Regions from separate parts of the Rattus norvegicus genome. Here region 2 is linked to region 1. The links are chromatin contacts, called in public Hi-C maps. All regions are on one chromosome and are shown on one strand. Each heading gives the region's core, a stretch centred on a gene start, on an enhancer-like site or on the middle of the called end of the contact. The rest is flanking DNA. Distances are from core to core; before and after follow the strand shown.

What was found. Hi-C and Micro-C count contacts between places; a contact is called where the count stands out from the background.
Region 2: a Hi-C map of liver shows a contact between it and region 1, with 4 times the contacts expected there. The contact joins two enhancer-like sites. A contact is called at or near these places in 5 of 12 Hi-C or Micro-C datasets (hepatocytes, kidney, liver and 2 more).

Annotation. Positions count from the first base shown.
Region 1 is chr9:105,485,832-105,491,905 of GRCr8, reverse strand. It overlaps a transcript of Pam not described here. Among named protein-coding and RNA genes, the nearest start is that of Pam, 81 kb to the left of the region's middle. Within about 2 kb of position 4,560, at least 6 of the 93 cell types and tissues checked have an H3K27ac peak or open chromatin away from gene starts, as enhancers often do. A contact at or near this core is called in liver, where this site is marked.
Region 2 is chr9:105,714,634-105,721,142 of GRCr8, reverse strand. Pam (peptidylglycine alpha-amidating monooxygenase) reads right to left here. Exons shown (of 25, transcript NM_013000.3): 23 at 6,137-6,340; 24 at 3,356-3,409; 25 at 1,866-2,702. The coding sequence ends at 2,524. Among named protein-coding and RNA genes, the nearest start is that of Gin1, 44 kb to the left of the region's middle. Within about 2 kb of position 2,547, at least 10 of the 93 cell types and tissues checked have an H3K27ac peak or open chromatin away from gene starts, as enhancers often do. A contact at or near this core is called in liver, where this site is marked.

The sequences.
Region 1 (6,074 bases), core at 3,311-5,810:
ATCAGAAACATAACGTAAGTCGGTTACAAGTACGAAATTACGGCTGTCAGCAGTCATGGAACTTCACAGCACAAACCAATCCGTGTGCTTCCAGCAATGCCTTCCCACATTTGGTCATTGTCACTTAAGCTGGGTAGAGCATCCGTTAGAGTGTGTGACTCACAGGCTTCCTCGGAGCCTTACCTGCCCGGCCACCTGTAAAAAACGCTCTAAGTTTTTTCACCGCATGCAAACAGTTTACAAAGGAAAAGTTCTAGCGTGCACGCTGGAGTAGCAGGTATCCCATTGTGTAGTCACAGTGATTGTTTTCTTTTTTTTTTTTAAAGCCCACCCCACATGTGCACACATGCACGCACACATACACAACAGTTTACACACAAGCTATAAACCTGTTGTCAGTGATTGGCTGAAATTTCCCTATCTGTTATGCCTCAGTTAGAAGTATATTTTAGAACACAAGAAACCTAGTGCAAAACAATAGAGGCGTTTGGTCATTTCTATCACACTGCATAAAACAAAGCACGTACCTTCCACACTTCCTAATCACACTGGCAGGAGAGCAACAGGAGATGGGCTTTATTATGGGGTGAATCATCCCCACGCAGATGCTCTGAACAACCCATGTATGCATACTGACATCATCAGGAGAGACTTGGAGGCAGAGGATACTATGGTAACGGAGCAATGTGCTGGGAGACAGCCGCCTTTAATTGCTTTAACAACTTCCTGGGGGCTCAAGCTACCAGGCTTGGATTTGCTAAGTAGGGAAGGATGGCTGTCACAGAGGCAGTAACTGTGACGCAGAGCCAAAGGACTCAGTGGATTCTGGAATTGCTAATTTCAGCAGCGTGACTTCCTAATGGGAAATGTCATCATTACCTGGTCCCACTGGCAGCATCCCCTTCACAGGCAGAGCTCCGAGGAAGGCACAGGTCAATGCGCGATGCCCTGAGGTAACAAGAGTCTAAGTTCATATATGATTCTCTCACTTCACAAGTGTTATTATTACGGCATTACAAACACCCTTTTCCCTGAGAGTGAATGCTTGATTCACTTTGAAAAGAAAGCCCACATCTGTGCCTTAGGACGTCTGCACGCAGATAACAATGACAACTGATTCTCTCTATTTATTTCTCTGGAAGATGGCAGCTGTGGGTCCATTTATCTCTGAGCGCCACTAAATCCTTGCCAACAGGTCACTTGTGCAGAAATCACCTCCGGGGAAATGGCTAATTATTACACCATGATAAAATCAGTCAGGCAACCACGACCCAAAGCTACAGTTTTCTTGTTGAAGTCTCTGTGTCAAAGGCAGAATAACTTTTATTGTAATGATGCCCTCCCCTGGAAAACCACACAAAACATAAAACCTCCCTTTGAACTCTTTGTTCTTCCTTGCCTCTGCCACCCATCTTGAAGAGAACACAAGCCCCTTTAACGCCACCAGGTTGAGAGTAATTGCTTAAAATAACCATGTTCCCGAGTCAAGCTGAGTCTCTAATAATATCCTCTGCTTCTCTGATCAGTTGCAACACTTTAATAAGTATCTAATTTATCATCTGTGGTATGAAAACTATTGTTTTCTTTCCCGTGAATATTTGATTGACATGTTTTTCAACAATCCTAGGGTCTAATTTTTATCGTAGCCGCCGCCATTGTAAGGATAAGCAAGTAAGTTGACAGGTCTTCCTTAAGACAGTCACAGCACAATAAAAGCTGAAGGTTGTCACTCTGTACTATATACTTAGATCTCAGCTCTTTCAAAGAAACTATTATTATCTCTATTTCAATTTAGATGATGCCAAGCCTGCCTTTTAATGTTTCCCTTGTAAGTAAATAGCTTACAAATGTCTAACCAGACCGTGGCTTCAAAAACAGTAAACGGAATACAACAGTACCAATTTCCAATCTCAAAAAAAATTACAGACGGTTTTTTTTTTTTTTAAACCTAATTGACAAGTTGGGAGTTCTCACTCCTGTCGAGCTTGGGAAAGACCGGGAGCAGAATAGTAACATGTAGTCTCAGGAAAACAGGGGCTGCCCCTGAGTCAGCTAACGAGAGAGGACTTTCCAATCAAGCTTCCGTTCTTTCATTTGTGCCTTCTGAGATCCTGTTTGAAAGGCGAGACAGGCCAAGCTCGGTAAAATGGAGGTAGGTGAGCAGGAGAATTACTAAGAGCTAGGGAGATGGCTGGTCAAGTCTGTTCCTTGATTCTGAGCTCCACAACCTGGGCTTGATCCCCAGGACCGGTATGGTGGTAGGAAAGAGCCAACTCCTGACAACTGTTCTCTTGCTTCCTATAGTTGCATGCTATAATAGCAAACACACATGTGTGCTCCTGCGGGCGCGCGCACACACACACACACACACACACACACACACACACACACACACACACTATGTACCACATACCATGTACACTAAATGTAAAATATATTGCCCTATACATATGGCATAATTTTCTCTTTAAAAAGCAACATTTGTTGGGCGGAGGACATAGCTCATAGGTAGAAGGCTTGATTACCATGCATGAGGGCCTCTGACTTCAATCCCTAGTGCTCAAAACTGCATGTGCCAGCTCATGTCTGTAATCCCAGAAATCAGGAGGCAAAGGCAGGAGGCTCTGTAGTTCAAGGTTATCGACCTCTATAAAATCATATCTCAAACTATTCCTGTTTTTGTGAACATGCACTGAAAAGTATCTAGAAGACATACCATACATAAATATTAGGAGTGTTATATTTGAGGGAGAGTCCTCCAGTCTTTATATGATTCTCTACTTTAAAGAAGATTCAACTATGAATTATTACACTAATTCAACAGGCAGAAATCCACCTGTGTGCCCTCTGTTACACTAGGCTCTGTGTACCTGAATACACAGAGGGCTCATCACAGCTTCGGAGGGCCAGGCCCTACACTGACCACAGGAGTTCAAGGACGCTTCGAACCATTCTTTAAAAAAGAGATCCTGCCTAGCTGAGTGGAGCTAGAAAGAAAAAGTGAATTAAGGCTATCAAGGAAACAAACACATCAAACGGAGCAGGTGCACTGACCTTTCCAGAGATGCGAGTCAGAAAGGACAAATGATCCATCAATAAAACTAGTTTGTTAGATTTATTTTTAGAGGACAATCACAGGAAGAGTATAACCACACATCAGGCAAAACCACGAGATCTCTAACACTATAAAGTGCTAAAGAAAACACGGAAGATTGCCAGGTGAAATAAATCCTGCCAGTGGCCCTGGGTGGCCCACATTACATGGTCTGCGAAAGATGTTTCTTTGGAGAAAAGGACCTAATTTCTCTAACTCCTATCCACAATTCACCCTGAGGTAGCTTTTATTCTCCTGTAATTAATTTTTAAAAAGCAGCTAAATGTAGTACATCCTACTCAATATTCTTATTCCTTTTTTCCCACCACCGTTAATTTTCTTCCCCCCAACAGTGCAATGTCACTGACTTCTTACAGATCATAAATTCTTCAGTTGATAACTTTACATAAAAACACTACTACCTGTCTGTCTCTGTGTTTATTCTAAGAACAGCGACTGGTGAAGTGCACACCCACATTTAGACCACCCACAGGAACACGAGGTCCAAAGGTTAGAAGCACAGCTGGGAGTAACGGACTACACCCTCCTGTGGTCTGACAGGTTCCAGCTGGATAGGTATATGCCCTTATATCTGTCCTAACTTCAGAAAAACAATAGGCTTATTCTTTGAGCATCCGAAAGCTTCACTGGTACCCAAACGGAAACAAATCAAAACTTAAAATGGAAAATGATTCTTTTACAGTAAGAGTGTATTTGTCATGCCTAAGTCTAGCCCTCAGGAAACACCTTAACCTTTAAACTGTAGTTAGGGAACCCACAAGGCCCTCAGCCTGACTTGTATATTAATCGGATGTGAACTCGAGCTGGTGAGTAAAAGAAGCAAAGGGAGGTTAGAGTCCAGAGGGATGTTCGAGCCAACTTGGAAGGCCAGAGCAGTCTGCTCCAGTGGCCATTGAACTCTCTCCCCACTACACATCTCTAAGGCTAGGACAAAGCACTTTTAATCCGCTCATACCGCACTGCCTCCTAACCCCCAGGAGCAGTGCCCTTGGCTGCTCTGCTCTTGGTTAAATGAATGATTACCTAACTCCAGACACTGGAAGTGCATGGAGTTTTTCGATCTACATTTGGGATTCGGGATTCTAATTAAGACAAATCCACACTGAGCTAATGAAAAAAGTACAAGAACTGGTAGGAAGGGCTATGGCCTGACCTCCTATTGAAAGTCAGGTACTGGCCAAATTTAGTGACCTGTCCCCTGATGCTTCTCCATCTGACATCTTATAACTCTCTAGTCTCATTACTGACTTCTGTCTTCAGTGAAACCTTCTTCTGGTCGTTGCGTGGTCATTTCTTTGTCCTTGATAAGTCTTTAACTATCTTGTCCAGTTTACCTCTGGACACGATTCTAAACTGCAAGCTTCTCAAAGGCTCCCCCTATAGGACACTGACAGTCTTACCTCCAAGCACTTCAGACCATAGCCCACTGAACCCTGCCCAGCCTCCTCCACTTCCTGTTTCAGGGTGAAGAGTGCAGAGATTAGCATTTGGTACAGTGTGGCTGTGAGCCGGTCTAGCTTTGGCTTGTTATTGTTGTTGTTACTGTTATTGTTGTTGCTGTTGAGATATTTCTTTTTTATTACTGTTCTAATATCATCAATTATCACAGCCTAGTTGAGGTTTTAAAACATCTCTGTGATCTAGTTTTGGTAGGTCACATGTACTGAGGAATTAAAAACACCGGTAGCACTTTGCAGTTTGATTTGAATTTTCTGAACTAAGATGCTTGGGAAAGAAGACTTAGTATCTACAGTTTTCCCCTGAAAAATGAAGGAAGGCGAGGAACTGCAACACACTCAGTATCTGCTGATAGATTCTTTTAAAACTATTTTTTATTGTGGTCTCATGTATTGCATCCTGACTGCAGTTTCCCCTCCCTTCTCTTCCCAGTGACCCCTCCCCCTTTTGCTCTCGCCTATCCCTTCTCTCGACAATCCTGGGCTTTCTCTGCTCTAGAAACGGATCTGCTCCCTTCTCGGGAAAGTCCGTGAGTACCTACCTTCCCACCCCACTTTGCCTCCGAATTGCTCTCACCCCTTTCTATCAACGAAACCCAACCGACCCACCAAAACCTATCTCAGAATCTCCAATGCTCTTTCTTTTTCTATCCACCCTGAAGACACTCTTTTGTGGGTCGAAGACTGTGGCTCACTGCTAGGGGCTGCACTGAACAAGTGTGCTGTCCCTTCCCTGCCAGCAACAGTAAGAAAATATGGTTCATGGTTATGAATTTTTCCTACTTCCTCTAAGCTTCTGAAGAGCAGAGTCTATACCTGCTTCCTAGCCTCTACTGAGGACAGACGGAGCTCTGTGCTCTGCTCGGCGTTCCCTCAGTCAACAGCGAATGAACACAAACTCCACAACCTGCTTCCAGGTTAGCAAGGTACTAGTGATTAAATGCTTTTACTTAAGCTCTTAAAAAAGAACCCCACGTGACATGCTAAAATACCAATATGAATTTTGCTCTCAAAAGGTGAAAACAACAACGCAAAAACAAAAAATAAAAGCTGAACTAGATTCCATTATTTCTACCATACAACTTCTAGTTTCCCTAACTTCCCATTATGTTTCTCAGCTGGACCTCTACCTTCTAATAAGCAGCTACCTTTTCAGCAAGTACGTCCGATAGACTGGCCCATGGAAGAAAACTTCTCTTCTGTGTGTGTATGTGTGCGGTTTGGTTGGGTTTTGTTTTATTAATGGCTTTTTTTTGGTCTTTTATTACTTTTTATTCTTAATTTTTTTATTCACTTTACATCCTGCTCACTCCTCCCTCCCAGTCACCCCCGCCCCCAGCACCCCGGGGATCTCCTCATATTATGTGTAGAGGTGTTTTGCCTGCTTGTATGAGTGTGCACCGTATGCATGCAGCACCTGTGACGGCCAGAAGGTGGTGTAAGAAGGTGGTGAGGCCACTTCTCAGTCCAAGAAAAAAAAAAATGAAGCTACTCCATTTTAT
Region 2 (6,509 bases), core at 1,298-3,797, 230 kb before region 1:
ATACATGTATGAAGTTTTCAAAGAAAAAAATGTAAAAAAAAAATTTCAGAATCTCTTTTGTTCCAAACCATCTATAATTTTGGAAGCATACACCCATCCCCGTTGTAACCGGTGGATGGAGATGTCCATTCTCCATGGCAGTGAGTTTAAACTCCTGCTTTACACTGGACTCACCTACAGAAAGTTTAAGACCCTCACTCCCAGCGTGTGCCATTAAAGGCTAACTCTGATAAATAAGGACGTGTGATAGAGTAACAGAGCTCTTACATTCCCTGTCAGCCGAGGGCTGGGATCTTTTCCTTCTGTGTCTCAGGCAGAGCAGTCTCTAGTTGACTGAGTAAATAAAGTTCAGCCAAGAACAGTATCAGGGGAAAAACAACCCGGAATAGATGCAGGTCATTTGTTTCTAGTTTCTACAGTTACGTAAGCCACAGACATTGACTTCTTGTGGTGACTGTACTGCAGTGTTAGTGAGAAAAATCAATTTTCTGAAATTCCCTTCTTCTAATGCCATGTGTCTCCGTTGAGAGACACGTGCAGTAACAGATCTGCAAAATGTATGTATCTACTCTGTGTCTATGACCAATTAATTCGAATTACTTTACATGGCTTTATCCCTCTCTAGACACTTGGGGGCCAATTGTTCTCATCTTAATATTAAGAGTAATAAATGTTTGATGTACGCATGAATTATGGAAGTAATCAAGTATTATTTAATGAGCTACCAGAAAATCTGGAGTCAAATTCATCGTCCAGGAGCAGGCGTCAAGGGCTTGTAATGATTATTCTGTTTTGATGAGTATACTCCCCTTTTTCTTGTTCCCTTACATTGTAGCACTTTGATCTCTTCGTATCAATTAATTCATCATAAAACTGCTCAGACAGGATCAGATGTACATATTTTAAAAGTATAGCAAATGGTCAGCTCGTGGGCCACAAAAGACAGCGTAGGTATGAGTCTGACTAACTTGTTCCATGACTGAAGGCTTGGTCCTCTTCCCAGTCAGCCCCTATCACACGCAGTCCAAGCACGGACTAATTCTGCTGTGGAGGTGTTAAGATAGAGTTGGACGTGCTCACAAACGTCCAAATACTGTTCTTGTATTCACCACCAATTTGGTGGAAAGGAAAAGGAACGGTCAGAGATGAACCTCCTCGTCTGAAGGGAAAACACAGGGATCACAAAAGTGAAGCTTTAACTTGAGGGTGAGCTCAAAGTATTGAAGGGACGAACACTTCCAATCAGATTGCCGGTCATGAAGGAAGACGATTTTAAACAGTAACATTTTTTTTTCCAGCAAGTACCTTTCCTTAATATTTCAATTATTAAGATGCCTGAAATTCAAGCGGGCATTTTGATGAAAGTGCTCTAGAGTCAAATCATTTAAAAAGGGAAATTATCAGGTTCTTACTAAGTTGCATTGATATGTCATAAAAAAAGATCTCAAAAAGTAATCTGTCGTCAGTGTGAGGACTCTTTTATATTGTAAGCACCCTTGACCCTGGGTCAAATAATTCCTTAAGGGAAAACAGCCAGTACTGAGCTATGCTGATTGACGCATTTGTGTTTGACATCTGAGATATAGGCCCCTTTCCTTTAGCGATTTCTACTGTTTAATGTTATGTGAAACATTTTAGGAGGTTTCAAAGAGAATCTGGTTTTATTCATGTAAGAATAACCTTACCATAGTTCTCGCTCTATCTTGGTCCCATAAAACTATCTTCTAAATTCTACTCAAAACAATTCTTTTGGTTGAAAAGAATGACCTAGTATCGCTCACTGACTTGTGTAATTACTAAAAGATGTGTATAAAATATTGTACACATGCCAAAAAAAATCACAAAATACACTGACTTGCTAATGCTCTGAAAACACTTTATTACACAAATTACATTCAGATTCTGAAAAATAGTGTTCTAACAGTGTAACCATCTAAAAATAAGACATCCCGGAAACACACCAACTGAGGAGAAATTTAAAAAAAGAATTTAAATAGAGACTTTTTAAAATTTCTCTCATTGCAATATAATGTTAGTGATTTTAAAAAAATAGAAGGAGATTTAGCAGCTTTTCGTCGTGTGGCAGGTTGGTTCTCTTCACTGCCACAGGCTGAGAATGCTGAACAGGAAAGGCACCAAAGAAAGACACTGGCGATGGGTGTGGACTGGGAGAATACTGTGTTCAAGCAGAGAATAGGGCTATTTACATCCACCAACTAAAACGTCTCCAAATGTGAATGAGCTAAACTTCCCTCGGGGGTTGGAGCGCTACCTTGGAAGAGGAGGGCGGCTTCTCTACGCTAAGTTCATATAAAGACAATGGCACTGGAGTGAACTGGTGGGGAACTCCTCACCTAGAGAACAGAAGCCAACGGAGCCAAATGAAGTAAATAAGGTGTGTACAGTCCCACACTGACGAGTACAGTTTACAATCAAATGCACAGAACTTTACACGCGCTAAAGGGGAAGGAGTCTGGGCATCCTGGTAAACCTCAGTCCAGCTACCCGGGCGAAGGCTGGAGCTCAGGAGGAAGGTGCAGGCTTGGGCAGCGGGGCCGAGTACTCCTCTTCAGACTCAGTTCCGTCGTCCTCATCTTTCTCTTGGTCACTCCCCTCTGTGCTCACTCGGTCAAACCCTTTTCTGCTGTAGCCTTTTCGACTTGCAAAGAAATTTCCCAGATTTAAGCCGCCGCTTCCCTTTCCTGGGGGGAAAGAAATCAGTCGCCACAGTGGAGTTAAAAGTTGCACAAACAAGTCTGTTTCCTCGTAAAATTTCAAACATTAAACAGAGACAGAAATTGGGAATGGAAGAGGGTAGATTTTTTTTTTTAAAGAATGGTATTCAAAGAGATTTCCCTTACACAACCAGATGGATATTGCTCAACAGACTTTACCGAAGTAAAGGATCAAATCCTGAAATTCCCCGGGAGTGAGTTTCTGCAGAGATATTTCAGACCCATTTTCACTGTCTGTCTCTCCACAGCTCCCCTGAATTGGCAACCCCTGAGCTGCTTCTCATTTCCACGACTCTGAAAAGGTCATCTTCCCTGAGACAAGCACTGACCGCTCTACCAGACAGGAAGTTTACCAAAGACAAAAGCAAACAGATGGGGGGTTGTGGGGGGGAGGGAGGAGAAGCTGCAGAATGGCGATTGGAAAAGAGAAACAGAGCAGGGCAGGATGCGGGGAGGCCCACGCTTCCCGGTCTTCCCTTTGCATTTATGCTGGGACACTAACTGCCCACTAGGGGCTGGATTTTCAGAGTCAAACTATGACACAGTGCCTGGTTCTTTGCGAGACACGAGCTCGCTGACTCTGGGCCAGACACAGAGATTCTGAAAGGTCACAGGCATACCTCGGAATCTTCCCAGGACTCTTCCAGAACTTGACTCGAGCTTGCGGTCATGATCTGCTTTAAACAAAACAAGACGAGACAAAGGGGAAAAAAAGACGGCCCATTTTTAAATGTGTCTCTCACCCTTTTCTATCCAAGGGCTCAACGTTCATCATAAAATCGGGAACTTACAAATGGCTAATAAATTTTATTTACGTGCAGTTTAAAAAGGTTTATATGCTATTGAGAAGCATAAAGAAGGCTGAAAATTGTGGAAATTGCAAAGTAATAAGGGGTAAACTCTTGTCTGTGTCTCTTATAGACTGCAATTTTGACATTATCATGCCTTGAGCCTCAGGTTTTTTTTTTCTCCAAGAAATGAGGTCATATTCATCTTTCCATATCTCTGACATATAAGGGGGTGTATTATATGAAATGGTAAAAATGTGCTAACGTCAACAGTTTTTATTGGGATAGAATTAAGTTAGCAAAATATTATAAATAAAAATTGGAAGCTTTTATTCCAACAATTTAGGGATATGTGTTAAGCTTTACCCTTTCTGTGAACAGCAGTGGGCAATCCTATTTTGGAATTGGATTCTGTTCTTCATCTGAAGCTTAAATAAATGGGAATGACGGGAAACCCTGTATAGTTTCCACGACTTCAGTCATCCCTCTGGGGCTCTTGTCCCCAAGATCAATCATTTTCTCTTTTTATGGGGATGCAGAGGTCCCAAAGGACTCCCACTGTCCCCTTGGTATGTCTCTTCCTAGACGTTTTGCCTTGGTCTCCCCGTTCCTTCCTGGGCTATGCTCAGAGAAGCGTTAGGGTGCAGGGTAGCTTCATGAAGAGAGCTAAAAGGCAGGCGGCAGCGGACAGGTAGAAAACAAGGCAGAGGAAGGAGGAGAACTGTCGGAAAGCCAAAAATCAGACTCAGTTCCACAAAGACATAGTGCGTTCCTTCGCCAAGCATGCTTGCCCCATGCCTGCTTTGGTGTCTGGCTGGAAGAGCAATATAATACACAACCAGGGTGTGTTGGATCAGGAAAAATCCTTGGGGTGGGATTGGGTTGAAAAATTAGATAAAATCCAATGGGAAAGAAAAAACACATTTGAAAATAGTGGCAAGCTAATCAATCTACCAACGCAGCAGAACTGCATGCAATTACAATGTTGCTAAGTAAAACATGGAGGGACAGCAACACTTTCATATGGCTTGACCTGGGTTGCTACCTTCCCACATGGCTTTATGCCACTGTTCTATGTTCCTAAGAGCAAGCAGGAAAACAAGCCTTCCTGGCTCCCTAAAGTGGCTCCCTCTCCTATTTTTGGGGGTTCAGCATCCCAGAGTCCTGCCGTGCGTACAAGGCTTTATGTAGTCCTAATATCCGTTATCGCTGTCCCTACATTATCATCTTCCCTTACGGCTTTAGATATCTCTTCTGTGTCATCTACATTCCAAGTTTCATCTACTCATCTGTTCCTGTTTGTTTGTTTTTCAACAATTATCTTATTGAACAGATAGTGTGAAGAACTGTTCATCCTAGGCACAGTCATTAAATACCACACATCAATAACACGATTGTTCTTTTAAAACTTATGCCTGATTAACTTCCTGATAATTTCAGATAGTCTTTTTTTCAGGGGGGGGAGGGGAGGGAAGAGTTAACTATCCTGTTTTCAAAGATTTGTTTGAAGTAAAATAAAAAAGTTAAGGGAAATCTAAGACTCATCGCTTTCGCGACTTACTGAGTGGAACCTTCTTTCCACTGTCTGTTTCATGCCTTCTTGTGTGTCAAGGCTTTCCCCATGGGCACCTGAATCACTGCCATGGCTATCTGGGTCTCCAACAAGACCAGACTTTGTTTCCTGACTGAATGTTGCCTCCCACTCTGTCCCACAGTTTCCTTCCCAGATATAACCATAGACCTTTGCCTTAAGACCTGGAGGTTGCTACTCAGAGGTACAATATAAGGACAGCTTCAATTAATTACTTGAATATCCTGAATAGGTCTCATACTGTGAGGGTTATTTTTAAGAAGACTGACTTTGGTAGTGCACCCTGCCTTGTTCAGTTAGGAGTGTCAAGCTTAGGACTATTCAAAAACCAAGTGGTTTGTTAGGTCTTGAGGATTTTGGTTAAGGCAGAGTCTTGAGAATGGTCATCTCCTTTCCACCTCTCTTGCCAAGATTACTCTCTATACTTGCTAATGGTATTGGACACATAGTTGGTCCCAGACACTTGGAAAATGCTTACTGACCGTTATGCTACTTCAATTTTACACGACCTTATTGCTTATTCTCGTTTTTGTCCATGAAGAAACAGGTTTAGAGAGATGAAGTAACTTGCCCAATGTCATGCAACTAGAAGCCAGAGCCAATCTGATGGGGGAAAGAACGTAGCCTCAAGATACCCAACCCAAGTATGGTGAGTGTTGCCTCATTCCTAACAGCAGGTGTGTCCTTCTCCCTGATCTACAAGCTAATTTAGAGTGGACCTTCAACCTCACAGCTTACCACGGTGATATTATTTGGGCTTAAGCCAACTGCTACAAGGCAATGGGCAAAGGTATAATATAATCAAACTACCAAAATTTCAGAGGCTCCAGAGCTATGTTATATTCAATATTAATTATAGTCACCTTTTGAGACACAGACAGCCATATTGTAACAAGGTAGAGAGCATGTAAACCAATCTAAGTCAAACCAAACAGATCAACCATGATGGAGGTCCTATTGATAACTAGGCCAGACATGCTTGCAAAGGCAGGTTCCAAATTCAAGGTGTTCGTTTTACTTGCCTCCAAAGGCCCTTGATTTTTTCCACCGAATAAACATGACAATGGCCAGCAGGACCAGCACAGGAATAACCAGAAGGGTTGTAATGAGAACCACGGACACTCCCGAGCCGGGCTCTGTGCTCAGTTTCTGTTTCTCTTGCATCTTCTGCAATTCTGAGGAGGTGGGTTTGTTCTCCACTTTGGGTTCAACAACTGCCTCGGCTTCTTCAGGGAAAGAAGAGTTCACAGTCTGCAACTGATTTAAATATTTCAAACACTCTCACCCACCCTTACCCAGTCATATCAACAAGGGCTCTCCAAGAACTTCTGGAGACCACAGGATGTGGGGGTCACGTTGTCATGCTGGTATCTATGACGTCAACAGCAGTTATGG